3 separate regions of the Sus scrofa genome follow, and regions 1 and 2 are each linked to region 3. A link is a contact called in public HiChIP or PLAC-seq data. All regions are on one chromosome and are shown on one strand. The core of a region is the stretch at or near the end of the contact, and the rest is flanking DNA. Distances in the headings are between cores, read along the strand shown. Region 1 has its middle 36 kb from the start of RAB7B. Region 2 overlaps SLC41A1 (solute carrier family 41 member 1). Region 3 overlaps SLC26A9 (solute carrier family 26 member 9).

The links. HiChIP or PLAC-seq counts read pairs in DNA pulled down with a chosen protein or histone mark.
Region 1: a contact with region 3 is called in an H3K27ac HiChIP or PLAC-seq map of alveolar macrophages, with 10 times the contacts expected there. The contact joins two enhancer-like sites. A contact is called at or near these places in 1 of 5 promoter capture datasets (liver), 28 of 47 Hi-C or Micro-C datasets (adipose tissue, alveolar macrophages, brain and 15 more) and 2 of 2 datasets of contacts at active chromatin or transcription factors (alveolar macrophages and skeletal muscle).
Region 2: a contact with region 3 is called in an H3K27ac HiChIP or PLAC-seq map of skeletal muscle. The contact joins two enhancer-like sites. A contact is called at or near these places in 6 of 47 Hi-C or Micro-C datasets (embryonic fibroblasts, epiblast stem cells, heart right ventricle and 1 more) and 2 of 2 datasets of contacts at active chromatin or transcription factors (alveolar macrophages and skeletal muscle).

The regions. Positions count from the first base shown.
Region 1 is chr9:66,628,289-66,632,348 of Sscrofa11.1, forward strand. No RefSeq gene overlaps it. Among named protein-coding and RNA genes, the nearest start is that of RAB7B, 36 kb to the right of the region's middle. Within about 2 kb of position 2,498, at least 1 of the 83 cell types and tissues checked has an H3K27ac peak or open chromatin away from gene starts, as enhancers often do. A contact at or near this core is called in alveolar macrophages, where this site is marked.
Region 2 is chr9:66,477,706-66,481,795 of Sscrofa11.1, forward strand. SLC41A1 (solute carrier family 41 member 1) reads right to left here. Exons shown (of 10, transcript NM_001243667.1): 7 at 4,014-4,090; 8 at 2,760-2,894; 9 at 2,340-2,488. Among named protein-coding and RNA genes, the nearest start is that of SLC41A1, 17 kb to the right of the region's middle. Within about 2 kb of position 2,351, at least 4 of the 83 cell types and tissues checked have an H3K27ac peak or open chromatin away from gene starts, as enhancers often do. A contact at or near this core is called in skeletal muscle, where this site is marked.
Region 3 is chr9:66,561,101-66,565,564 of Sscrofa11.1, forward strand. It overlaps SLC26A9 (solute carrier family 26 member 9), which reads right to left. Exons shown (of 21, transcript XM_021063285.1): 19 at 2,712-2,857; 20 at 418-489. Among named protein-coding and RNA genes, the nearest start is that of PM20D1, 13 kb to the left of the region's middle. Within about 2 kb of position 2,976, at least 11 of the 83 cell types and tissues checked have an H3K27ac peak or open chromatin away from gene starts, as enhancers often do. A contact at or near this core is called in alveolar macrophages and skeletal muscle, where this site is marked.

The DNA.
Region 1 (4,060 bases), core at 1,248-3,747, 67 kb after region 3:
TGTTGATGGACTCTTAGGTTGCTTCTATGTCTTGGCTATTATAAATAGTACTGCTATGAACACTGGGGTGCATATATTTTTTTGAATTCAAATTTTTTATTTTTCTGGATATGCACTCAGGAGCAGAATTGCTGGATCATATGGTAATGCTACTTTTTGTTTTTTAAGGACCCTCCATACTATGGAGAACACTCCATAGTGGCTGCACAAATTTACATTCCCACCAACAGTATAGGAGGGTTCTTTTCTCCACACCCTCTCCAGCATTTATTATTTGTAGTCTTTTTGTCATGGCCATTCTGACTTGTATGAGACGATACTTCACTGTAGTTTTTTGTTTTTTGAGGTTTTTTCTTTTTTTGCTTTTTAGGGCTGCACCTGTGGCATATGGAGGTTCCCAGGCTAGAGGTCAAATCAAACCTGTAGCTGCTGGCCTACACCACAGCTCACGGTAACTCGGGATCCGAGCTGTGTTTGCAACCTACACCACAGCTCATGGCAACGCTGGATCCTTAACCCACTGAGTGAGGCCAGGGATCGAACCTGCAGCCTCATGTTTCCTAGTCGGATTCATTAACCACTGAGCCATGACGGGAACTCCTTCATTGTAGTTTTGATTTGCATTTCTTTAATAATTAGTGATGAGCATATTTTCATATGCCTATTGGCCACCTGTATGTCTTCTCTGGAGAAATATCTATTTAGGTCTTCTGTCCATTTTTTTATTAGGTTTTTTTTTTATATTGAGCTGTATGAACTGTTCGTATATTTAGGATATTAAGCTCTTGTTGGTTGCATCTTTTGCACATATTTTCTCCCATTCTATAGGTTGTCTTTCCATTTTGTTTATGGTTTTCTTTGCTGTGCAAAAGCTTATAAGTTTGATCAGGTTCCATTTCTTTATTTTTGCTTTTATTTCTTTTGCCTTGGGAGACTGACTGAGAAAACATTGCTACAATTTACATCAGAGTATGTTTGCCTATGTTCTCTCCCAGGAGTTTTAGGGTGTCATGTCTTATATTTAAGTCTTTAAGCCATTTCAAGTTTACTTTTGTGTGCAGTGTGAAAAAGTGTTCAAACATCATCGATTTACATGCAGCTGTCCAGCTTTCCCGTTACCACTTGCTGAAGATAGTGTCTTTTCTCCTCTCTATATTCTTACCTCCTTTGTGGATGATTCATTGACCATAAATGTGTGTATTTCTGGGTTCTTTATTCTGTTCCAGTAATCTATATGTTGGTTTTGTGCCAATACCATGCTGTTTTGATTACTGTTGCTTTGTCATAATGTCTGAAATCTGGAACAATTATGCTTCCAGCTTTGTTCTTTTTCCTCAGGACTGCTTTTGCAATTCTGGGTCTTGTGTGGTTCCATATGAATTTTAGGTTTATTTGTTCTAGTGCTGTAAAAAAAACAATAATTTAATAGGAATCGCATTGACTCCGTAGATAAGCGATCTACCACAATGGGTAGTACGGCCACCTTAACAATATTAATTCTTTGAATGCAAGAACATGGAATGTCTTTCCATTTCCTTGAATCTGCTTTGATTTCCTTTATCAGTGTTTTATAGTTCTCAGTGTATAAGTCTTTCACCTCCTCAGTTAGGCTTATTCCTAGTTTGTTTTTTTTTTTTTAATGAAATTTTAAAGGGGATTTTTTTTAACTTTCTCTTTCTGATATTTTATAGTTAGTATAAAGAAATAGACAGATTTCTGTGTATTAATCTTGTATCCTGCTACCTTGCTGAATTCATTTTTCAGTTATAATAGTTTTTTTTTTTTTTTTTTTTTTTTTTGGTCTTTTGTCTTTTCAGGGCCGCAACTGCAGCATATGGAGGTTCCCAGGCTAGGGGTCGAATTGGAGCTACAGCTGCCAGCCTATACCGGAGCCACAGCAATACCATATCTGAGCTGTGTCTGCGACCTACACCACAGCTCATGGCAATACCAGATCCTTAACCCGCTGAGTGAGGCCAGGGATCGAACCCGCAACCTCATGGTTCCTAGTTGGGTTTGGTTCTGCTACGCCATGACGGGAACTCCCTAATAGTTTTTGTGTGAAGCCTTTAGGGTTTTCTATGGAGATTACCATGTCATCTACGTATAGTGACAGTTTTACCTTTTCCCATCTGATTTGGATACCTTTTATTTCTTTTTCTTGTCTGATTGCTGTGACTAGGACTTCCAATACTATGTTGAATACTAGTGGTGAAAGTGGGCAACCTTGCTTGCTCCAGAATTTAACAAGAAGGCTTTCAGCTTTTCACCATTTAGTGTTATGTTGGCTGTGGGAGAAATTTCTTGATCACATTCTCTGGTGCACCTGTAAACATTGCATAAGTGCAAGGGTGGGATTGCAGGGTCAAAGGGCCTGTGTATGCAATATAGCCACAGACTTGTTCTATAAGTTTACTTTGGAGCTTATAAGCTAGGGCAGTGTCTTTTCAGAGGTCAGTATTGGGAAAGGAGGTCCAGGGTGTTGACAAACGGGTAAACCCTGAGATCAACCTTAGGAAATTCCTACCCTTAAGTGTAGTCATTCACATGGTAATTCACAGAGCAGTGCACAGACTTGCCAGTTAACTCCAGAGTTGAGCTTCTGAGGTTGGAAATATTTGCTCAGTTATTAGCTAGCATCCCTAGAGACAGGATCCTCCTATAGGACAAAGCAGAACCTATACTTGAAGGGATCTCCCCACACCCCAGGAGCCTTGGAGTCTTGGCCAGAGCATCTGGGCTTGGGGGATTTCTCTGATGTTTACCGTCTGGGAGCAGAATCCAAGTTTGTCAGTCTTGGATTCAAGACCACAGGGCGTGACTAACTGGATGCAGCTAGTTTCTGGTTGGAGCTTTGCTTTTCTCCCTGTTTGTTCTTTCTTCCACCAAGATTCATGTTCCTTCTTTTAAATGATTGACTGTGTAATACATTCAAAGACTTCAAAATTCGAGGTGTAAAATTATACAAAAAAAAAAAAATTCTTGCTCCCACTCCTGACACCACTTGCCCAGTCCCCCTTTTGAAAGGTAACCACTTTTATCCATTTCTTCTGCATCCTTCTAGAGTTTTCTTTATGTACAGTGTATAAGTAAAAATGAACCTAAAGTCTTATTTAAGCCTCTTGTTATAGAAGAGTTAGCATATTTTATCCATGATTCTGCCATTGCCTTTTCACACAGCAGTACATCTCAGATATCTGTTCCATGTGATTACATAGAACTTTTCATTGCTTTTTTTAAAAAGAGCTGTGCTGTGTTCTATTATATTCTGCAGTATTTATTTATCATCTACTATGCATCCATTTCTATGCTGAGGGCTGGTATTAAAATGATGAGTCACAACAAGTCCTGCCACTGTTGGTGGGAATGCAAATTGGTACAACCACTCTGGAAAACAGTATGGAGGGTCCTCAGAAAACTAAATATAGGACCACCAGATGACCTAGAAATCCCACTCCTGGGCATATATCCAGACAGAACTATGGTTCAAAAAGTCACTTGCACCCATGTGTTCATCACAGCACTATTTGCATTAGCCAAGACGTGGAAACAACCTAAATGTCCATTGACAGATGAATGAATGAAGATGTGGTACATATATACCATGGAATACTACTCAGCCACAACAAGATGGAAATGATGCCATTTGCAACAACATGGATGCAAATGGAGAGTCTCATACTAAGTGAAGTAAGTCAGAAAGAGAAAAACAAATGCCATACCATATCACTTATATGTGAAATCTAAAATATGGCACACAGAGTTCCCGTCGTGGCTCAGCGGAAATGAATCTGACTAGTATCCATGAGGATGCAGGTTTGTTCCCTGGCCTCGCTCAGTGGGTTAAGGATCCTGCGTTGCCATGAGTTGTGGTGTAGGTTGAAGATGCAGCTCGGATTTGGCATGGCTGTGGGTGTGGCGTAGGCCAGTGGCTACAGCTCCGATTAGACCCCTAACACGGGAACCTCCATATGCCGTGGGTGCAAATCTAAGAAGACAAAATAAATAAATAATAAATAAATAAAATATGGCACAGATAAACCTATCTACAGAATAGAAA
Region 2 (4,090 bases), core at 1,101-3,600, 84 kb before region 3:
TTAGAAAAAGAATAAACCTGAAACACTTTGCTATATACCTAATGCAACATTGTAAATCAACTGTGTTTCAGTTAAAAAAAATTTAAAAAGTTATGGTACATCAATACAACACAAGAGAATTCAGCCATACAAATCAGGGGTCTCTGTTTTTACACACGGATGTGGAATGATCTCTAAGATAAAATCTTAAGTGTTAAAAGCGGTGTGTGGATAGCGCGTGTAGTGTGCTACACGTGGGTTAAAAAAGGAGGAACATAAGAAAAACATGTATGTTTGCCTGTATAAATATAGAATAAGCTTGAAGGATATATAAGAAATAGATCTAGATGTTTCCATCGTGGCTCAGCAGCAGTTAACAAACCCGACTAGGATCCATGAGGATGTGGGTTGGACCCCCATCCTTGCTGAGTGGGTCAAGGATCTGGCGTTGCTGTGAGCTGTGGTGTAGGTCGCAGATGTGGCTGGGATCTGACGTTGCTGTGGCTGTGGCGTAGGCCGGCGGCTGTAGCTCTGATCCGACCCCTAGCCTGGGAACTTTCATATGCCACAGGTGCGCACCCCCCTCCACCGCAAAAAAAAAAAAAGAAAAAGAAAAAGAAATAGATCTAGATAAACAACAGGGTCCTACTATATAGCACAGAACTCTACTGAATATCTTGTAATAACCTGGAATCATATATATATATACACACACACACATATATATATGAATCACTTTGCTGTACACCAGAACCTAACATAACATTGTAAATCAACTATACCTCGGAAAAAGAAAGAAGGAAAGAAAGGAAGAAAGAAAACAAACATAACACCAGTGGCCTGTGAGGAAGAGAAGTGGGGATGGCTGGGAAGAGAAGACTTTTCGCTGAGTTTCACTATGAACCTTAAAAATTTTTTGAACTATGTGACTCTTATTACCTATTCAAAAAACAAATCCAGACATCTAAAATGTGATTCTGAGGGTGAGTCTGGCTATAAATGGGTTGTATGAAGGAGCCTTGTGGTGATGGAACCATGGTTTATCTTGATGGTGGTGATGGTTTCAGGAATGTACATTTGATAGACTTGCACAGAACTATACACGCCTGCATACACAGGAGTGCATGTAAAATTGGTGCAATCTGGGAGTTCCTGTCCTGGCTCAGAGGAAACAATCTGACTAGCATCCATGAGGACACGGGTTCAATCCCTGGACTTGCTCAGTGGGTTAATGATCTGGTGTTGCCGTGAGCTGTGGGTATAGGCTGCAGATGTGGCTCGGATCTGGAGTGGCTGTGGCTGTGGCTGTGGCTGGCAGCTACAGCTCCGATTCGACGCCTAGCCTGGGAACCTCCACATGCTGCTGGTGCAACCCTAAAAAGACAAAAAAAAAAAAAAAAAAAAAAGTGCAATCTGTGCATTGTACCAATGTGGATTTCCTGTCTTTTGTTGTTGTTGTTTGTTTGTTTTATGGTTGCACCTGTGGCATAAGGAAGTTCCCTAGCCAGGGATAGAATCTGAGCTGTAGTTGTGACCTATGCCACAGCTGCAGCAATGCAGGATCCTTTAACCCGCACTGGGCTGGGGATCAAACCCATGCCTCTGAATCGACCCAAGCTGCTTCAGTCGGATTCTCAACTCACTGCACCACAAAGGGAATTCCAATTTTTTGGTTTTGATGTTGTGCTATAATTATGCAAGATGTTGGAAACTGGGTGAAGAGTACATGCGATCTCTCTGTACATTGTGGGGGGCAACTTCTTGTGAACATGTAATTATTTCAAAATAAAAATTGAAAAAAATATAGTAGAAAACCAGGGAGAAGGTGTCTTAGAATTATAGAATGGCAAGGCAGTAGTTCTGATACTTTTCCAAGCTGTGAAAACTTTTTTTGGCTGTACTCTTGGCATGTGGAAGCTCCCGAGCCAGAGACTGAACCCATGCCATAGCTGTAACCAAAGACACGGCAGTGACAACCAGTGCTGCATTCTTAGCCTCTGAGCCACGAGGAAATTCCTGTGAAACCCTTTATTCAAATGAAATCTCCCAAGAAATGCCCGCACATAAACAGAGCCACATGGAGCTGTGTGGCCAGGCTACATACCTGCCTGAAATCTCCCACCCTCGGTTCATTCCTCTCAACTTACAAATGGATCACTGAGGCTCAGAGGAGTGAAACAACGGCGCCAAAGTCACACAGTGTATTAGTGACTTTGCTGGAACTATAACCTGCCCAGTGTTTACTGGCCACACAGTCACAGAGAAAGAGGGGGCAGAATGTCTGATAGGACAAGCCTGAATGTCCCCTTCCATCCCTGCAGGGCAGCCTTGGCCCCTCGCCATGCCCCACCAGCCCGTACCTGGAGCAGTGCAGCTGTCATGTAGAAGATGATGAAGATGAGTGTGAGGGTGGTGTGCCCGCCCTGCATACAGCTGATGGTGTAGAGAAACACTAGGTGTCCCGGAACCACGAGGAGAAAGAGGACGCGGGCCGAGCGGGAATTCACATCTGGGACCAGGAGAGAGACAGTGTGAGGAGGAGGAGGGGAGGAGGAGAGCCTTTCCCAGCCAGGTGGTACCTCGCTACACTCTGGGGCCACAGACAGGGGACTGTCTCTACAGCTCTATCCCGTGGTGCCCAGCCCCTTCCTGCCTGGGCTTTGCCCTCCAAGACAGCTGGGATCTAGAGCCCAACAGAAAAAAAGAGCCTACAGCTCTGGGCTCCGGCTGTTGCAAAAGTGATAGCGTGAAGCTCAAGTGGGCAGGACCTCTGGCATTACCGGGACTGAAGAAGGTGGTACAAGGACTGGGGCAGCGGCGAGGGACTTGCTCAGAGTTCTCCCCCGGCATCCCATTCATGTGGAGGAACGTGGAGATGCGGCTGGCCTGCACGGCCACCAGATTGCCCCCAACACCTGCAGAGACATGTAAGACCTGAGACATGGCGGGGGTGGGGATGGCCATTCACCAGCCCCGGGAGACACTAAGGAGGAAGACAAAGGCACCCCTCCTTCCAGGCTCCTCCCATCTTCCTGCTACGGAGATGTGACAGTCCCATGTACTGGGACTGACCGGTGTGGTTGATTGTAGGACACAGGCGGACTCAGGGAGCCTGACTTACCCACCAGTACAGCGTGTGCACCTGCTGTGCCACACAGCCAAAGGCACGGGGCCCGTCTGCCTCAGCCTTTCTCCAAAGGACCCAGATACCCAATGCTCATGTGTGGGTTCTAGCAAACAGTTTCAGGGTGGAGCTCCGAACTCTGGTACCTCTTCTAGGAACTGTGCTAATGACTCTGCCCTTTATCCCAACCTATCCCTGCCCTTCTCAGCCTTCTCTGAGCCCTGGGAAGCCAACTTCTACAGACTGCATCACCAGCCTCCCTGCTGGCTGCTTCTAACTGGGTCTCTTCATCGGGAGGAACCAGTAGACAGTCAGAGAGGGTGGGAGGAGAGGGAGGTCAGGCATTTCTTTCCTGACCCCTCCCTGCTTTTTGGCAGAGGTTAACCCCTGGGGGGGGGCAGAGGAGCATTCTCTCTGAGCTCCCAAAACACCACCTCCTCCCCTTGACCCTCGAGGAACCTCTGGGTCCTTCTACCCTGCTCCCACCTCTGTGGGAAGCCTTCTTCAAGTTTTTTTTTTTTTTTTTTTTTTTTTTTTTTTTTTTTCTATTTTAGGGCTGCACCTGCAGCATATGGAGATTCCCAGGCTAGGGGTGTATTGGAGCTGTAGCCACTGGCCTATACCACAGCCACAGCAACACCAGATCTGAGCCACGTCTGTGACCATATCATAGTTCATGGCAATGTCGGATCCTTAACCCACTGAGTGAGGCCAGGGATCGAACCCATATCCCCATGGATCCTAGTCAGGTTCACAGACCACTGAGCCATGAAGGGAACTCCTTCATTAAAGTTTGAACTGTCTGAGCGGGACTTCCTTGCCTCCTAGAACTTGGACTGACACAGAGGCCCCCTCTGACCCTCTGATCCCATCCTCTTCTTTCCCCCAGCAGCTGATGCCAAGACCTCACCATTAATCACAGGCGTGAAGACAGCCATCCCTGCAAAGTTGGGGTCTGAGACAGTCTTGTCCAGGATGAGGCCTCCC
Region 3 (4,464 bases), core at 1,726-4,225:
GTGTGTGGCAAGTTGTGGGCACTCCATAAATACCAACTGAATTAATGAAAAAAAAAAAAAAAACACCAAAGGACTCTCCCACTCATCTTGTTAGGAGATGGGACAGGTATTTCCCCCATTTCCCTTATTTTTTACAAGATAAACCCTGGGGCCGTGTGGTGTTACTTGGCTTGCCCCAAATCCGTGGCCTGTGCGTTGGAGAGTTAAGAATAGATATGAGTTCTCCAGGACTTGGTCCAGTGACTCTCCCCTCCCCCAGGATGCCTTTCCGGGAGTGAGAAGAATTAAGATCTGCTATTAAAAGAAAGATGAGAAAGAAACGTTGTTGCCTTCAAGGTGACTGCTCTGGCTTGGAGGTGGAGGAGTCCAGCCAACACTGTGGGTTTGAGAGGCTCTTCCTCCATCAGCTCAGCTTACCTGCTCCAAGTCCCAGTAGCTGGGGCCGTCCTCCTCTGAATCGTACAAAGAGAGCTCAGGGTCCACTGGAGCCTGGACGGGGGCGGGGAGGAAGGAAAGGGGAGCAGAATGAGTGCCAGTGCCTGAATGACAGCCTGGCTCCAAGGGCAGGCTCCAGGGGAGAGGGAGAGGGGGGACCACATGTTCTTTTTTTTTTTTTTTTTCTGTCTTTTTGTCATTTGTTGACTGCTCCCACAGCATATGGAGGTTCTCAGGCCAGGGGTCTAACTGGAGCTGTAGCCGCCAGCCTACACCAGAGCCACAGCAACTTGGGATCCGAGCCGCATCTTCAACCTACACCACAGCTCATGGCAACGCCGGATCCTTAACCCACTGAGCAAGGCCAAGGATCGAACCCGCAACCTCATGGTTCCTTGTCGGATTCACTAACCACTGGGCCACGACGGAAACTCCGGGGGACCACAGGTTCTGACACAACTCACCCTCTTGCCCCTTCCCTCGCCTCCCTCATTTGCCTCTCAAAATACAGCCCAGCTGTGCTCTTCTTCCTCACAGCAGACAGGTGTGCATCGGGGGCGGCCTCTGCAGTGGGGCTCTCAGAGGCAGGGAGGGTTACCTAGCTTATGGGGAGGACTGGCTAGCTGCCTGACCTGGGGGTCTGTTTCCCCGCCCTGGAAGTCTGTTTCCTCATCTGTAAGAGGGTACTCGAACTCACTTTGCTGGTTCTCCTTCACTGCACTGTTGAAAAGGGTGTGTGTGTGTGTGTGTGTGTAATTCGTATATGTGTATATATTCTGTAACATGTAAATGTACAATGGGTATAATATAAATTTTTAAGAATATCTACACCGTAGCGGAGTTCCCATCGTGGCTCAGGTGTTAACGAACCCAACTAAGATCTATGAGGATGGGGGTTCAATCCCGGCCTTGCTCAGTGGGTTAAGGATCCGGCATTGCTGTGGCTCTGGCGTAGATTGGCGGCAACAGCTCCAATTAGACCCCTAGCCTGAGAGCCTCCATATGCCACAAGTGTGGCCCTAAAAAGCAAAAAAAAAAAAAAAAAAATCTACACTGTAGTAACTGGACATTATTTGTGCAATAACGGATGCTGAGGATTCTTCCAGAATCTCCCTCTTTGCTCTGGCGACGAGGTGCATGTGGCCAGAAAGGCCTTTGCTCTCACACAGTTTCTCTCTGTGTGCCATGGGCTGGCGCCAGGCCCCGTGTTTCCTTGGGCAGGCTTTCAGCACTTAGAACAGATGGCTTCACCTTTATCAGTCTCTTAAAGCAAAGAGCAAGTGGTTGCCCTGGGGCCAGAAAAGACTTTCTGAGGACCCACAGAGGGCAGAAGAGTTTTTTTGTTTTTTCGTTATTGTTTTTTGTTATTTTATTTTTTTATCATGGGCACAGCACAGAGTCTTGGGAGGTCAAGGGCAGCATGAGCTGGGAGGGCAATCTTGGAGGTGGGGTTGGCTGGGGAGGCCTGGGCAAGGACTCCAGCAGGATGGGATTTTTCTACCTCCCGGGCTTTCTGGAGTGTTATTTGTAGACAGTGTTATTTGTAGCTCATTTGCATACCGCTTACTGAGCTAGGAAATTAAATGTCAAGAAGCTGAGACAAAACCCTGAGCCATACTCTTCATCCATCACCAGTCTGAAATCTCTAAGCTCTGCTAAATTAAAACGGGCAGGCTTACTCCCCTCCCTTCTCCAAGGCTTCTTCTAGAAAGAGGGAAGGAGCAGGAGAGGGTCGGCTGTGCCAGAATTCTGGGCATAACCTACTACGCTTTGGGTGTTTGTGTGATCTGGAAATTAATGTTGGTAAAGAATTTTATAATACAAAACTCTTGAAAGGGACATAAAAAATATGATCAGATGATCCTAAAGTCAAAATAAAAGAAAAATCCTGTGAGTTAGGTAATATTACCTTGGGGTAGCCATTCCACAGATAAGAAAACAGCTTCAGAAACATTTATCTTTTCGCTTTTTTGGTCTGCACCTTTGGCATTTGGAAGCTCCCAGGTCCAATCAGAGGTGCTGCTGCCAGCCTATGCCACAGCCCCAGCAAGGCAGGATCTGAGCTGTGTCTGCGACATACACCACAGCTCATAGCAACACCGGATCCTTCACCCACTGAGCAAGGCCGGGGATCAAACCCGCATCCTCATGGATCGTAGTTGAGGATTGACGGGAACTCCCAGAAAAGTTAAACGACAGAATTGGTGTTGGAACCCAAACCGTCCTGCTATTTCAGTGCCCTGGGGCCCAGGGTTCTCTAAGCACAGACATCTTACCCCTCGGAAAGCATGTCCTGGGGCCACTTCCTGGGCCTTTGCCTGGGCAAAGAGGACAGCATCGTGTATGCTGGGAAAGACGTGATCGCGCTCTAGACACCCATCTTCAAAGACGCCTCCGTGGCTAATGTCATTGTACACCTGGGCTGGAAAGAGGGAAAGAGCACCTTCAAAAGGTAACCCCGTTGTGGACTGGAGCTGGGGGCAGGGGAAGATGGTGAGAGGGAAGGGGAGAGCAGGCTTTGCAGTATCAGTTCTGGACAGCAGGGGGCAACTCGAGCTCGAGGATGCTGAACATTCAACCCAGGGCAGAAGGAAGCAATTGGATTCAGGGAGTTGGTAGTTTGCGGTGATTCCAGAGGGAAAGGCTAAACGATCTGGGGGGTGGTGTCCAGTGAGGGGTGGGGGGGAGAGCCTCTGCTCTAACTCCAGAGCACACACAGAGCAGGTCACTGCCGGTACAGACGCTCACCCTGAGCGGAGCTGCAGCTGCCTAGGCCTGCTGGCAGTCGCTGACCTCAGAGGGAATCAGGGTGTGTGTGGGCCCCTTCCCATTCCCTTGTGTGTCTGTGTGCACCTGCTGTGTGTCCACATCCCTGCACTCTGTATACATGCTAACAAGGCGAAGGTCCACTGCCACTTGGCATGTCCTTGAGGCTGTGTATGTGTGCCCCTTGGAGGCTGTGTGCCTATAAAATTGTGTGTCTGAATCTTCCCCAGATAGTTATGGTATATCTAACTATACTGTAGAGAAGATACCCAAATTCATCTGGTCCACCCCCTCATTTTATGAAGGTGGCAACTGATCCCTAGATAGATGAAGTGACCTGACCAAGGAGATATGTGGCAAGTTACTGGTGGGGCAAATTAGAATCCTAGTTGCCATACCCGTGACATGTGGAAATTCCCAGGCCAGGGATGGAAGCTATACCACAGCAGTGACAACACTGGATCCTTAACCCACTGAGCCACCAGGGAACTCCCCTAGCTGTCCTTTTTTTTTTTTTTTGTCTTTTTGTCTTTTTGCCTTTTCTAGGGCTGCTCCTACGGCATATGGAGGTTCCCAGGCTAGGGGGCGAATCAGAGCTGTAGCCGCCAGCCTACACCACAGCCACAACAACGCCAGATCTGAGCCGCGTCTGCAACCTACACCACAGCTCATGGCAACGCTGGATCCTTAACACACTAAGCAAGGCCAGGGATCGAACCTGCAAGCTCATGGTTCCTAGTCGGATTCGTTAACCACTGAGCCATGACGGGAACTCCCTTTCTTTCTTTTTTTTTGATATTTTTTGTCTTTTTAGGGCCACACTCATGGCATATGGAGGTTCCCAGGCTAGGGGTCCAATCGGAGCTGAAGCCACTGGTCTATGCCACAGCCATAGCCACATCAACTCCAGATCCAAGCTGCATCTGCCACCTACATGCAGCTCATGACAGATCCTTAATCCACTGAGCAAAGCCAGAGATCGAACCCATGTCTTCATGGATGCTAGTCGAGTTTGCTAACCACTGAGCCACCACGGGAGCGCCATCATTGTCCTTAACTCCACAATCCCCACTCTGTTTTTGAGACCCCTAGGATGTTTATATACTCTAGCTGTGGTCCCTTCTGACTCGTGCCTGAAGCTCTTACAAGCAGGCAGTAGTTTGGGAGAACGTTTGGGTGTTCTCATTTCCACCCCCCTGGCTATTCAGCATCCCCCCCCACCTGTTCCTACCCTACTCCCTCACCAGCCTCCTGGTCTCCTAA